Regions from separate parts of the Oryctolagus cuniculus genome. Here region 2 is linked to region 1. The links are chromatin contacts, called in public Hi-C maps. All regions are on one chromosome and are shown on one strand. The core of a region is the stretch at or near the end of the contact, and the rest is flanking DNA. Distances in the headings are between cores, read along the strand shown. Region 1 has its middle 53 kb from the start of SSR1. Region 2 has its middle 150 kb from the start of LY86.

What was found. A called contact is a pair of places that touch in the nucleus more often than the background predicts.
Region 2: a contact with region 1 is called in a Hi-C map of psoas muscle, with 7 times the contacts expected there. The contact joins two enhancer-like sites. A contact is called at or near these places in 3 of 6 Hi-C or Micro-C datasets (ear pinna, psoas muscle and an unstated tissue).

Annotation. Positions count from the first base shown.
Region 1 is chr5:163,298,571-163,303,992 of mOryCun1.1, forward strand. No RefSeq gene overlaps it. Among named protein-coding and RNA genes, the nearest start is that of SSR1, 53 kb to the left of the region's middle. Within about 2 kb of position 3,076, at least 5 of the 8 cell types and tissues checked have an H3K27ac peak or open chromatin away from gene starts, as enhancers often do.
Region 2 is chr5:163,810,681-163,816,102 of mOryCun1.1, forward strand. No RefSeq gene overlaps it. Among named protein-coding and RNA genes, the nearest start is that of LY86, 150 kb to the right of the region's middle. Within about 2 kb of position 2,746, at least 7 of the 8 cell types and tissues checked have an H3K27ac peak or open chromatin away from gene starts, as enhancers often do.

The sequences.
Region 1 (5,422 bases), core at 1,826-4,325:
CCTGCATGCAGGAGCCCAAGCACTTGAGCCATATTCCATTGTTTTCCCAGACCTTTAGCAGAGAGGTGGATTGGAAGAGGAGCAGCTAGGGTAAGAACCAGCACCCATATGGGATGCTTAGCCTAAAGCCACAGCGGGCGTCTTAACCTCTAGCCAAACTCCATCCTTGCACCCTAATCTTAATCTCCCTCAACCAAGCAGTCCACGGTCAATCGTCACTCCTCTCCTCTCCATCCCTCCAAACCCTCACTCTGGTTGCCCGGCTGGGTAGGTCTCCCTCTGGCTTCCTCTCTCAGCTTCTGCTAGGATGTTGCTGGGGCTCAGCTCTGGGGTGCTCGGGAAGCTTCCATGACCTTCTCTTCCAGCTAGAAACTCGCCCAAGTGTTCCGAGCTATCCCAGCACTGACTCACTCCCTCCTGCACGTATTCCCCGTCCACGGTGGCTGTCAGGCGGCGCCACGGCTCGCCCCGCGGCAACCAGCGGGGACACCCTGCAGCAGCTCACCGCCCCTGCACCGGGCGCCTGTCCCAGCTCTGCTCATCCCGCCGCTGTCCACTTAAGTCCTCCTTCCAGGCGCCTCTCTGTGAACGCGGGGTCCACGTGCCCTCCAGCCCTGGGACCTCCTGGGCGCGCTGTGCTCGCCGCCCATGGAACAACATCGTCCCGGGCCCAGCTGCTCCATCCTGCTCGTCTGGAGGCAGAGTGGGTGTCCCACTTGCCTACGCTTCTGCCCAAGTGGAGCACAGGCTGAGGCGATTGGCTGCTCGGCAAATATTTGCCGAGTAAACAAAGGGATGGCCACGCCTGGCCGTGGCGCCTCCTGCTCCCAGCTCCGCTCCCTCAGCTCCCTCATCCTCGGGCCTGGCCTCCTTCCAGGTGATTCCGAGGCGCCAGGCAGCCTTTTTCTCACCTGCCTGCCAGGCCCCACAGAGGTCACCGTCAAGCTCACGTCCATGAGGCCAACCTGCAAACGCCGGGCTTGCGTCTGCCCCCTCCAGGAATTCAAAGAGCACACGTGACAGGAAAGCCTGGCCTGGGGCGGGTTGGGTGGGAGGGACCAGGTGCTCTCCTGCTTCCCTTTGTGCTGACCCCCCCCCCCCCCCCCCCCCCCCGCTTTCTTGCACTCGACTCCCCTGGCCAGTCAGGAGCTGCACAGCCCAGTGGCTGTAAACCCTTGAGAATCAGAACGCGATGTAGCGGGGATGGAGGGAGGGAGCTGGGGGAGACAGGCAGGTGGGCAGGAGCTGGAACATTCTGAGGACGCCGCAAGGCCAGGCCGGGAAGTTTTGCTCGCGGCACGGCTTCCCTTGGGGCCTGGGAGGAAGGGTGGCAGAGCAGGGGCAGGGGTCTGCAGGGAGCGTCCCCAGCACGGCATGGGGACGGCATTTGGCACAGGCCCTGTGTGGGGAGTCCAAGGCAGTCAGACCCAACCGTGACAAATGGAGCCTCAGGGTTCCTGTTCCTGAAAGGAGACCAAGGCAGCTCTGTGCTGAGCAGTGAGTGTGAGCCGGCCATGGGTGCAGGGCGAGCGGGACCCCTGGGCCCCCAAGGACGTAAGTGGCCAGGCCTGAGACGCCAGGGGAGTCCTGGGCCCTTGGCAGCCTTGGTAGGGAAACAGAGCTCTGGGTGCCGGGCCTCGGGCAGAACGGAGCAGCGCCCGGTATCAGCAGGGACACCCGGGACTAACAGTCTTGGGAAGGTGAGCTCCAGGCGAGGGGAGTGTGCCCTGTGCAGCCGCCCCGAGAGCCCTGTGCCAGGAAGGCGCCGGGCTTGGCGCTCAGTGCTCCGAGGGCACCAGCTGGAATTGCTTGTGATGGTGTCTTGGAGCTGGGTGTGCAGGGGACGTCCAAGGGGCAGCAGGGTGTGCAGGGTGAGGGCTCATGGGCCCTGCTGCTTTCCACCACCTCCCCAGTAGGATGGGTTCGTCTGTCCCTCACCCCTCTGTCCCTGCTGGGGGCCTGAGAGTGGCAGCCGTATCTCCGTGCCCACGGGAAAACAGAACTCAGAATTCAGAGTGACCTGGAGAATACACAGATGGTGCCAAACCACAGCTGTCTCCACGCTTCGCGGCAGTCACGTGCTGGGGTTTGAACTCGCCCTCCGCCCGAGCCCTCCGGGAAGTGACTGGGTCGCGGGGATGAAGGGTTTAGGGGACCCACAGGATCTCGGGCAGTAGCTTTGTCATAAACCTGAGCTCTGCCAGGAACACCTTGGCCAAGTGACCCCGCGGCCACAGCATGATGCAGCACATGGGCCATCCTCTGCTGCTTCCCCCCCCCCCCCCAGGGGCCTCAGCGGGGGGCCTGGATCGAAAGCAGAGCAGCCGGGACTCGAACCGGCACTCGTGTGGGATGCTGGCATCACAGGCAGCAGCTTCCCCCGCTGTGCACAACAGAGGCCCCTAAACCCGCACTCTTACAAATTCCTGTCTCAGGTCTTGTGTTACAGCAACAGAAAATGGACTCAGACATCGTGGGCCCCTCGTTCTCGGTCACTGCCCTGGTAGTGGTCACCCGACACTGTCCATGCCCGTGGCCAGAGTGGCAGCATTTTTTCTGGTAGACACCTTCCTCCCAGTAAGAGCAGTCGGCCGCGGGCCGGCCAGGACAGATCTCAGCCTGCAGCCCTGCTCTGAGGGGTAAGGAGTGTCTGTTCCCTCCCAGCTCACCGGACTCGGGTGAGGACAGAAAACAAAACTCGCAGGAGGGCACTGCAGTGGGCAAAAGTCCTGCCTGGACACACTGGAGAATGAGGAAGGAGTGCGTTCGTGCCCACCCTCAGCACCGTTCAGTGGACAGAGTATCTGAGAACCGACGTCGAATCCCTTCACTGTTTCCTCTGTGTTTCTCTGCAGCCCCGAAATTTTCCATGCTGAGCCGGCCTCACGTTCTATGTCAAAGCCCTGAACAGGAGCTGAAGAGCCCCCTCCCCCACCCCACGCTGCCGGCCTCCCACCGAGGGCTGGAAGCCACGCCTCTGTGGTTCGCTGGCTCCTGCCCTGACGCAGCCAAGGCTCCAGGCAGCCACGGCCAGTGCCAGGCGTATCACTTCCACATTTGGCTGTGGCTTCCTTCCCCTACGAGTGAAACGGGAAAGGAGTGACCACTGCTTCTTATTTAGGACACTGCCTTTGGCAGCCTAGACTTGGAGGGGACTGTCTCGCTGCTGCCAGCGAACAGCCTTCAATTATAAGTTTAAAATAGCCCCAGCCGGTCTCCCTAGTTCCCGGCCACCTCGGGAGTCAGCAGTAGCAGGGGTGGGGGTGGGGGCCGGAGCTGCTCCAGCCTTCCGCTCAGCATCAAGGCTGCACTAGCAGCTCGGGGCCTGCCTGCTCCTGGTTCATGCAAAGGACCCTTCGGAATCTATGAGTAGGGCCAAAATGCAGAAATACCGAATCAGACTTTTTTTTAAATAACATTTTTTGTTTGAAAGAAAGTGAGACAGAGAGAGAGCTCCCATCTGCTACTTCACTCCCCCAAATGCCCATAAAACAGCAGAGGCTGGGCCAGGCCAATGCCAGGAGCCAGGGGACACCATCAGGGTTTTCCACATGGGTGGCAGAGGCCCAAGCACTTGGGTTGTCACCTGCTGCCTCCCAGGGTGGGCATGAGCAGGGCGCTGGAATTGGAAGCAGAGCTGGGAGTTGAACCAAGGCATACTCACACGGGGTGTGGGCGTGCCAAATGCTCACCCCCCAAGTAAGGCTCTTGGCGGCGGGGTGGGAGGTGTTGTGTGCTTTCGCCATGGCCACGCCTGCCAGGAACTGAAGCAGGTCTGTAGGCCTAAGATCTGTACCTCTAGAAGCTTCTCTGGCTTTGTAGCCTCGCCTCTCCCAGTGCTGGCACCGCACCTGGGCTCAGGAGCCCCCGCGGCCTGTGTCAGAACATGGATTCCGACCCAGCAGGCCCTGGGGGTGCTCGGCGCACGCTCTGGGCACTGCAGCAGCAAGGCGTTGAGCCTGGTCCACACTGGCCCTCACCTCCAGAGGAGGGGGCTCTCCTGCTGATGGGGGCCTCCCTGAGTTGGGAGGGGCCTCTGCCAGCAGGGGCACTGTCAAGGCCACGATGGGGCCCCCAGGGGCCGGCTCTGAGTAGGACAGTCACTGGATGACAGAGGAGCAGCGGGCTTGTGGGGTGGTGCCTGGTCTCCCCCAAGCCCCTCCTCTGGTGAATGCCTCCAAACCCTGGGGCTGGGGTGACTGTGTCCCATGAAGTTCTGCCCTCCCACCCCACAGGGCACCATGAGACCCCACAGAAGCACTCCCAACACTCACGTCCCAGCGAGTGCTCCCGACACTCACCTTGTGTGTGTTGGCTCCACTCCTGGCCCTTCGTCCACAGCACCTAAGGCAGGGACAGGCACTGGCTGGGCCCTCAGGAAGGAGGGCTTGAGGTTGAGGATTCCAGTCCTCTACGCAGCGTCGGTCCCTGCCTCCTGCCAACCTGGAGAGATCCGTGTGCAAGTGTGTTCCGCGTGTGTCTGCCAAACACGGCACGCTCTCGCCACTCCCAGGGCGGTGCTTAGAGACAGGAGTAGAATGGTGGCTACTGGTGGGTGGGGAAGCGGGATCTGGGGCGAGTGTTCAGGGGTCCAGAGCCCTAGTGTGAGGAGAAGGTTCTGGAGAAGGGAGGTGGAGACAGCTGCACAGCAGTGTGACTGCACTTAGTGTCGCTGACCTGTGCGCTTACGACGCAGGTTTAGATGGTCAGTTGCAGGTGCCTGCACTGTGGCATGGTGGGCAAAGCCACCGCGTGCGATGTCAGCATCCCACCAACGCTGGTTCGTTTCCCAGCTGCTCCACTTCAGATCCAGCTCCCTGCTAATGACCTAGGAAAGCAGTGGAAGTCAGCCCAAGGTTTTGGGCCCCTGGCACCCATGTAGGAGATCCAGATGAAGCTCCCGGCTCCTGCCCGGCCAGCCCAGCCTCAGCTGTTGTGTTTTGAGAGTGAACCAGCAGATGGGTGATCTCTGTCTTGCTGCCTTGAAAATAATTTGAGAATTTAAACAAATGGTTTGCAAGCAATCCTGGTTGAACAAGCACAGGTCACAAGGCAGTGGGGGCTCCTGCTGCCACCTTCACGAGCGAGCCTCTTCTCCGTGGTTATTTTCCGTTGGAAGGTGGGAAATGAAAGGAGCTCCTGTCTGAAAACCCAGCTTTCTCTCTGCAGCTGTCGTAGTGGGTGAGGCCTGGAGGCTACCCCCAAGGTCCTGCGCCCCCGCCCTAATCCTGCAAACTACAACTGTGCAGCCATCAAACAGGGCGTCTCCCAGGTGGGAGTCTCCCGGGCGGGGCGGCCGCCCACGCCCCAGGCACTGACCTAGACACCGAGGTTACAGCAGGAACCAGACGCGTTTCTTTCCTGGTGCAATCTGAGTTCCGTCGTGGCAGACGACAGTATACACGGTGTGTTCACGACCATC
Region 2 (5,422 bases), core at 1,496-3,995, 510 kb after region 1:
TTTGGTCCCTCTACTTTCTGGTTCAGTCCCCTCTCTCCCCAGCCCAGCACATGCTTTCCTGTCTCTTTCCCCAAAGACCTTTGGTGTCCCCTTTGCCAATTGCTGCCAAGGCTAGACCAGGCATAAGATACTTCAAAGACAGTGGGCAGTGGGGCAGGGCCACCTGGGGAGGTGGCTGATGAGGAGGGGTCTGAATATCAGGGGTCCCCTTGTGTTATGTTACCCACATATGGGAAGAGGGAGAGACCTCACTGCTGGTTCATTCCCCAAATGCTTGTAACAGCGGGGACTAAGCCAGGCTGAGGCCAGGGGCTGGCAACTCAGTCCACATCTCCTAGGTGGGCAACAAGAAGCCAAGTACTTGAGGCATCACCAGCTGCCTTGCAGGTTGTGTGTCAGCAGAAAGTGGGGACTGGGAGGGGAGCCGGAGCTCCAATCCAGATACTCTGCTGCGAGTGTCTCAGGTGGGCTCCCAACGGCCATGCATGCCGAAGGCTCACCCCCACAGGAGGTATTAAGGTCACTCTTTACCGAGTTTCTTGCTCACTCAGTGTTGAGAAACTAGCATGCATCTAAGGTAGCAAAATCAAGATCCAAAAATATCTTGGATGATGTGCAAATTGGCTGACTCTAATCAGAAAATGTGTCACTTTCTTCATTTGGGTGGAAAGAGTTTTAGCCGAAAGTTGGGTGGAAAGAGCAGCCACCAGCAGGTGGGCTTGTGCCCCTGCCTAGCTTGCGTGAGCCCAGGCAGGCTTCCCTGGAGCAGTACAATGGCTGGAGGCAGCACACTGGGCAGGGAGCACACCAAGGGGGCCACAAGTCCATCACACACAGTTGCCAAGGGCAACCAGGACAGGTGGAAAGAACTGGGGACCATGCATGAGGTGGGCAGAGCATATGATAATGACATCCAGATACCCAGGAGGAGAAATCAGGCTGATGGCTCCAAGGAGGAGGAGCAGCCTCACTGGGGTTGGACTTTCCTTTCAACACAAGCATGAGTTTTGCACCGGTCACAGGTTCCCAAAGTCTGATGGGGCTGCTTCATGGGGAAGTTAAGCCCTCACATTGGAGAACCTCAGTGAATCCTGATACAGTGTTGCAACAGAGATCCCAGCACTGGAGTTGTGGCTGCACTGGATGTCAGTCATTACCTTTTATGGCTGGCGCTTTCCGTGTACAGTAATTGTAATGGCTGACACGAATCGGGCACGCACTGTTGTCCGGGAACACGGTGCTCAGTGTGTTTTCTCTGCATTATCTTATCCTTGCAGTAACAATGTGGAGTAGTTCCTATTATTACTGCCGTCTTAGAGGTGAGAGGATGGGCTCAGAGCAGTGAAGACCCGGCCCCAGGTTCCAGCAGTGAAGAATAAAGGTGTTGTGGTGGGCGGGACGAAGATATCGCAGGTCAAGAGCACATTTGATGGCTGTTTACACGGACCCTGGAGGGCTGCAGTGGAGCTGAGGGGTTTCCTCCGGCACATTCTGTCATCTCCAAGGAGGATCAGGACCCTGGGGAGACAGACGAGAGGGTCCCCCGGCTCCGCCCTCTGCACTTGGGTGGAATGCGTGTGCCAAGACAAAACCATGCCGCATGCATCTTCAGGCAAGGCAGCTGCTGTCAGGCGTCAGTTCTGGGTAACTGATAGGGCGAGTTTCCAGGAAACAGCAAGTCTCCTCCTGACTTTGGAATGACGGCCGCAGAACCTTTGCTCCTGTCCCCGGGCCATTGGAGAGGAGTCATGCAGACTCTCATGGCTCGCAGTAGCCTGTGTGACTTCTCAACCACGGAAGACGGGGTTCTTTTGTATTTCATTCAGCTGTCACGCCGTGGGCAGTAGGCAATGCCGTCTACAGCCTAATTCAGCGCTGATGGAAATTGGAAGGGCTACCCAATGACAGTGACAAGCTCCCCAATCCGTCGCCATCCTTTTCAACTGAACCCACTGAATTCCACGAGGAGGAGGAGGAGGAGGAGGAAGAGGAGGAGGAGGAAGAGTCTCTGGGCAGGTCCACGTGACTAACAGTGCAGCAATAGGGGGCGCTCCCGGGGCGGGATTGCAAATGGAGTCGCTTGTGTGTGCCATGCGCACCACACACTAAACCACTCCCTACAGAGAACCCGCAGGCCGGCTTCAGACGGAGCCACAGCTCGGAGCCCGGACAGGCGGGAGACTCACCTGCTGCGTGCTGAGGCCGGCGGGAGGAACCTCACGGGGGACCCCTTGGGGTGGGCGGGGGAGAGGGAGAGCCCGCCCCACCTGGGGCCTGGCTTGTGAGCACGCGGCATCTGCGCGCTGGGGTTGTGTCACTCCTCTGTCACCCTGAGCTTGACACCTTCCTGTGCCCAAGGCCTTTTCGGGACAGAGCCTGAGCGTCCACGGTGCCGTGCCTCGGGGCTGTCCCGAGCAGATGCGGGAAGAAATGAATAATAAGATTGCACCGAGTCAAGGCCCGTCTGCAGCCCAGGGCTCTTCGCAGCACGCCCAGCGCGGTCCTCCGGCCGGGAGCCCTGGGTGACTCAGAGCAGGGGCGCGGCGGGGTGCCGAGGGCCAGCCCCGGCCGCCCCCGAGCTGCGGTGGCGCTCGGTTTGTCCCGCGGAGGGGGCGTGCTACGCTCCTAGCGTTCTGGCAAAGCCCGGGGTGCGAGCGAGCCGGAGTTTTGGTGCTAGGAGTGTGCGGACAGCCAGGCGGCTGCTCGCGGAACTGGGTCAGCTCACAGCCCTCCCGCAGGCCGGGATCGGGTTTCGCCTCGCCCGGGGCAGCCCAGCCGTGCCCGCAGCTGCTGCCAGCGCCGAGGCGCCCCTTTGTCCTCGCGTTCCAGGAGTTCGAGGAGCGCAGCGACACAAAGGCGCGGCGCCCGAGCCCCCACTCGCACCCGCACCCAGCCACTGCGCGGGGCTCTCCCACCGGCCCGCGGTGTCCGGGTTGCATGGATGCCTGTCCCCGCTTCCAGCGCCCTAGGGTTGTTTTTTCTTGTCTTGTCTTTTTTTTTTTTTTTAAACCAACGCTGACGCCTCGGTGCCTCTGCTTTGTGCGACACCCTGCAATTGAAAATAAATAAATAAAATAAATAAATAGCCCACCAAGCTGTTGGGCGTCATGAACTGGTATGTACTGCCCCCTAATGGCTCCTGCCTTGTCAGTTTCCACAACCTGCTGGGCGCAGCCACCTCCCAGGCCTGGTTTCCTGGAGGGTTGGGGAGGGTTGGGGAGGGTTCCCTCCCTTCTGGGGCCGCAAGCTTTGCCCTACAGCCTGCTCTTCCCTGGGGGGGGGGGGGTGTCAGCAGGCAGTGGTTCTGGGTGACTGGCAGAGAGAGCAAACTGCTCCCATGTCCTGGGCTACTTCCAAGCTGTCCTGAAAAATGCGACAAGGCACGTTTGTTTTGATGCAAAGGAATTTCCAAATCCCTGCAGTTTTTTTTTTCATCGTGCATATTTTTTCAAGAACTTTTTGAAGAACTCTTAAGTGCATGCATTTAAAAAAATTTTTTTTTGCACCAAAAATAAACAAGGATTAATTCCATTTTCTGCGAGCTTTTTGAAGTGTCCGTGGGTTCTGAGACCCATCTCGCCAGTCAGCGCAGGAAGGGAGGGCTCGCCCTTTCTTCCTGCCCTTTGCCGCTCCTCAGGGCTGGAGGGAGGAAGGCCCAGTGTCTGGGTAGAGGCCTGGGCAGTCAGCAGTTTTGTGAGCACAAAGGGGCTTCCTTTTTCCTGCTCTGCTGGGCTGCTGAGAGGGGAGGGGCGGGGTGAGGGATGGGGAAAATGTGTGGCTCCGCCCCTCCAACTTTCCACTTGGAGCCTTAAGGAGCCAGACCCAAAACTCAAACACAAGCCTCTTGAAAAAAAAAAAAAAAGTCTGCCGGGTTAATGTTTGAAGAACCCAAAGACGTTGGCTGGACACGGTCCAGTTCTGTTTAGAGGGTATTCCAGGGCGGGAACAAGGAACAAAGTTCGTAGGTGTGGGAGGCAAACCTGGGGAAGGTTTGGTTCTGTTGGCTGGGAGGTCTGTCCCCACAAGCGGTGGGAAGGAGCTGAAACAGGAACCGGTGTTTTCTTTCCAGAAGCCCGAATCTGGCCAAAGCAGGACATGGTGCTGTCTACTCCATCTGCAATATGGGAAGGCACCAAGCAAGAGTTAGGGTGTCCAAGGCCAGACCGATTTCTGTAGTGGTGCTCCTTGGAAAACAATTTAGGAGGACAACAGAGTGCAGAATGGGACTTCTTCTTTTAAAAAATATTTATGTTATTTGAAACAGTGACAGAGAGAGCAAGCGAGAGATCCTCTAACCACTGGTCCATTCTCCAAATGGCCACAAGTCAGAGCTGCGCCAGGCTAAAGCCAGGAACCTGGAACTCCCTCCAGGATCCAAGCACTCAGGTCATCCATATCTGCTCTCCGAGGGCATCCGCAGGGAGCTGGATCAGAAGCTGAGCGCCTGGGACTGCAGTTGGAACTCCGATATGAGATGCACGCGTCCCGAGCGGCAGCTTAACGTGGCCCAGGAGGAGTCTTCCTGAGCTTTCCTGAAAGGGGGCATTGGTGGTCACAGAGATGGATGAGGCCATCCCTGCTGGGGCAGCTGGTAGGGGGTGATTGACCATGGCTGCCTTCTGCCCCCCAGGAGGTGATGGGGGGTGGGGAGGGGGGCAGGTTGGATAGAAAGGTGAGCGAATGAGCCCTGTTTTCCTGTGGGGGTTTGACAAGCAGTCTGTGTCCTGGATGCGCACTCCTCAAGGGAATGGAGAAGAAGCACTCTTTATTTTGATTGTTATATTCGGATCCTTGATGGCAAAAGCTCATCATTAAGAAACAGATCTTTCTCACTTCTTCCCCACTCAGCTTTAGACAACGAAGTTTGTTTCTTTTTTTTTTTTTTCCCCCCCGATAATCCTCAGCAAAGTCTGGGAGGAGAAGGGATGTTTCCTCTCTGGTTGGGCCTGGGCTGACCTTTTGGCCTTGTTTAACTTTGGACTCCTGCTGGGGATCTCCCAGTCCCAGACCTTGTGCACGAGCTGTGCAGGCCTGGCCGGGGGGGGGGGGCCGTGGAGCCTCCTCCCAGGCTGTAGGCATTGGTGGGTAGGGGGGAAGCTAGTTCTTAGTGCTGGCTTCCTGAAGGGTCAGAACTGGGGCTAGATTATACAGATGCGTGTGTGTTCTACATCAGGGTTTGATTTGTGCCACAGCCCCTGCCTTAGAGATGGGGTAGTGTGGCTCGGGGGATGTTCCGTCCTGTTCAGCACGGAGCCCCTTTTCTCCTCAGTATTTTACAGAAGGCTCTGGATGTGCGTTTCCCCAAAGCTGGGGCCCTCCTGGGCCGCATACATCTGCTCCCTGGTTTTATCTGGGTAAAATCCAAGGGTAACAGAGGGCCCTGTGATCGCTGATGTTTAAAACAAAAGCAAGTGTGTAATGA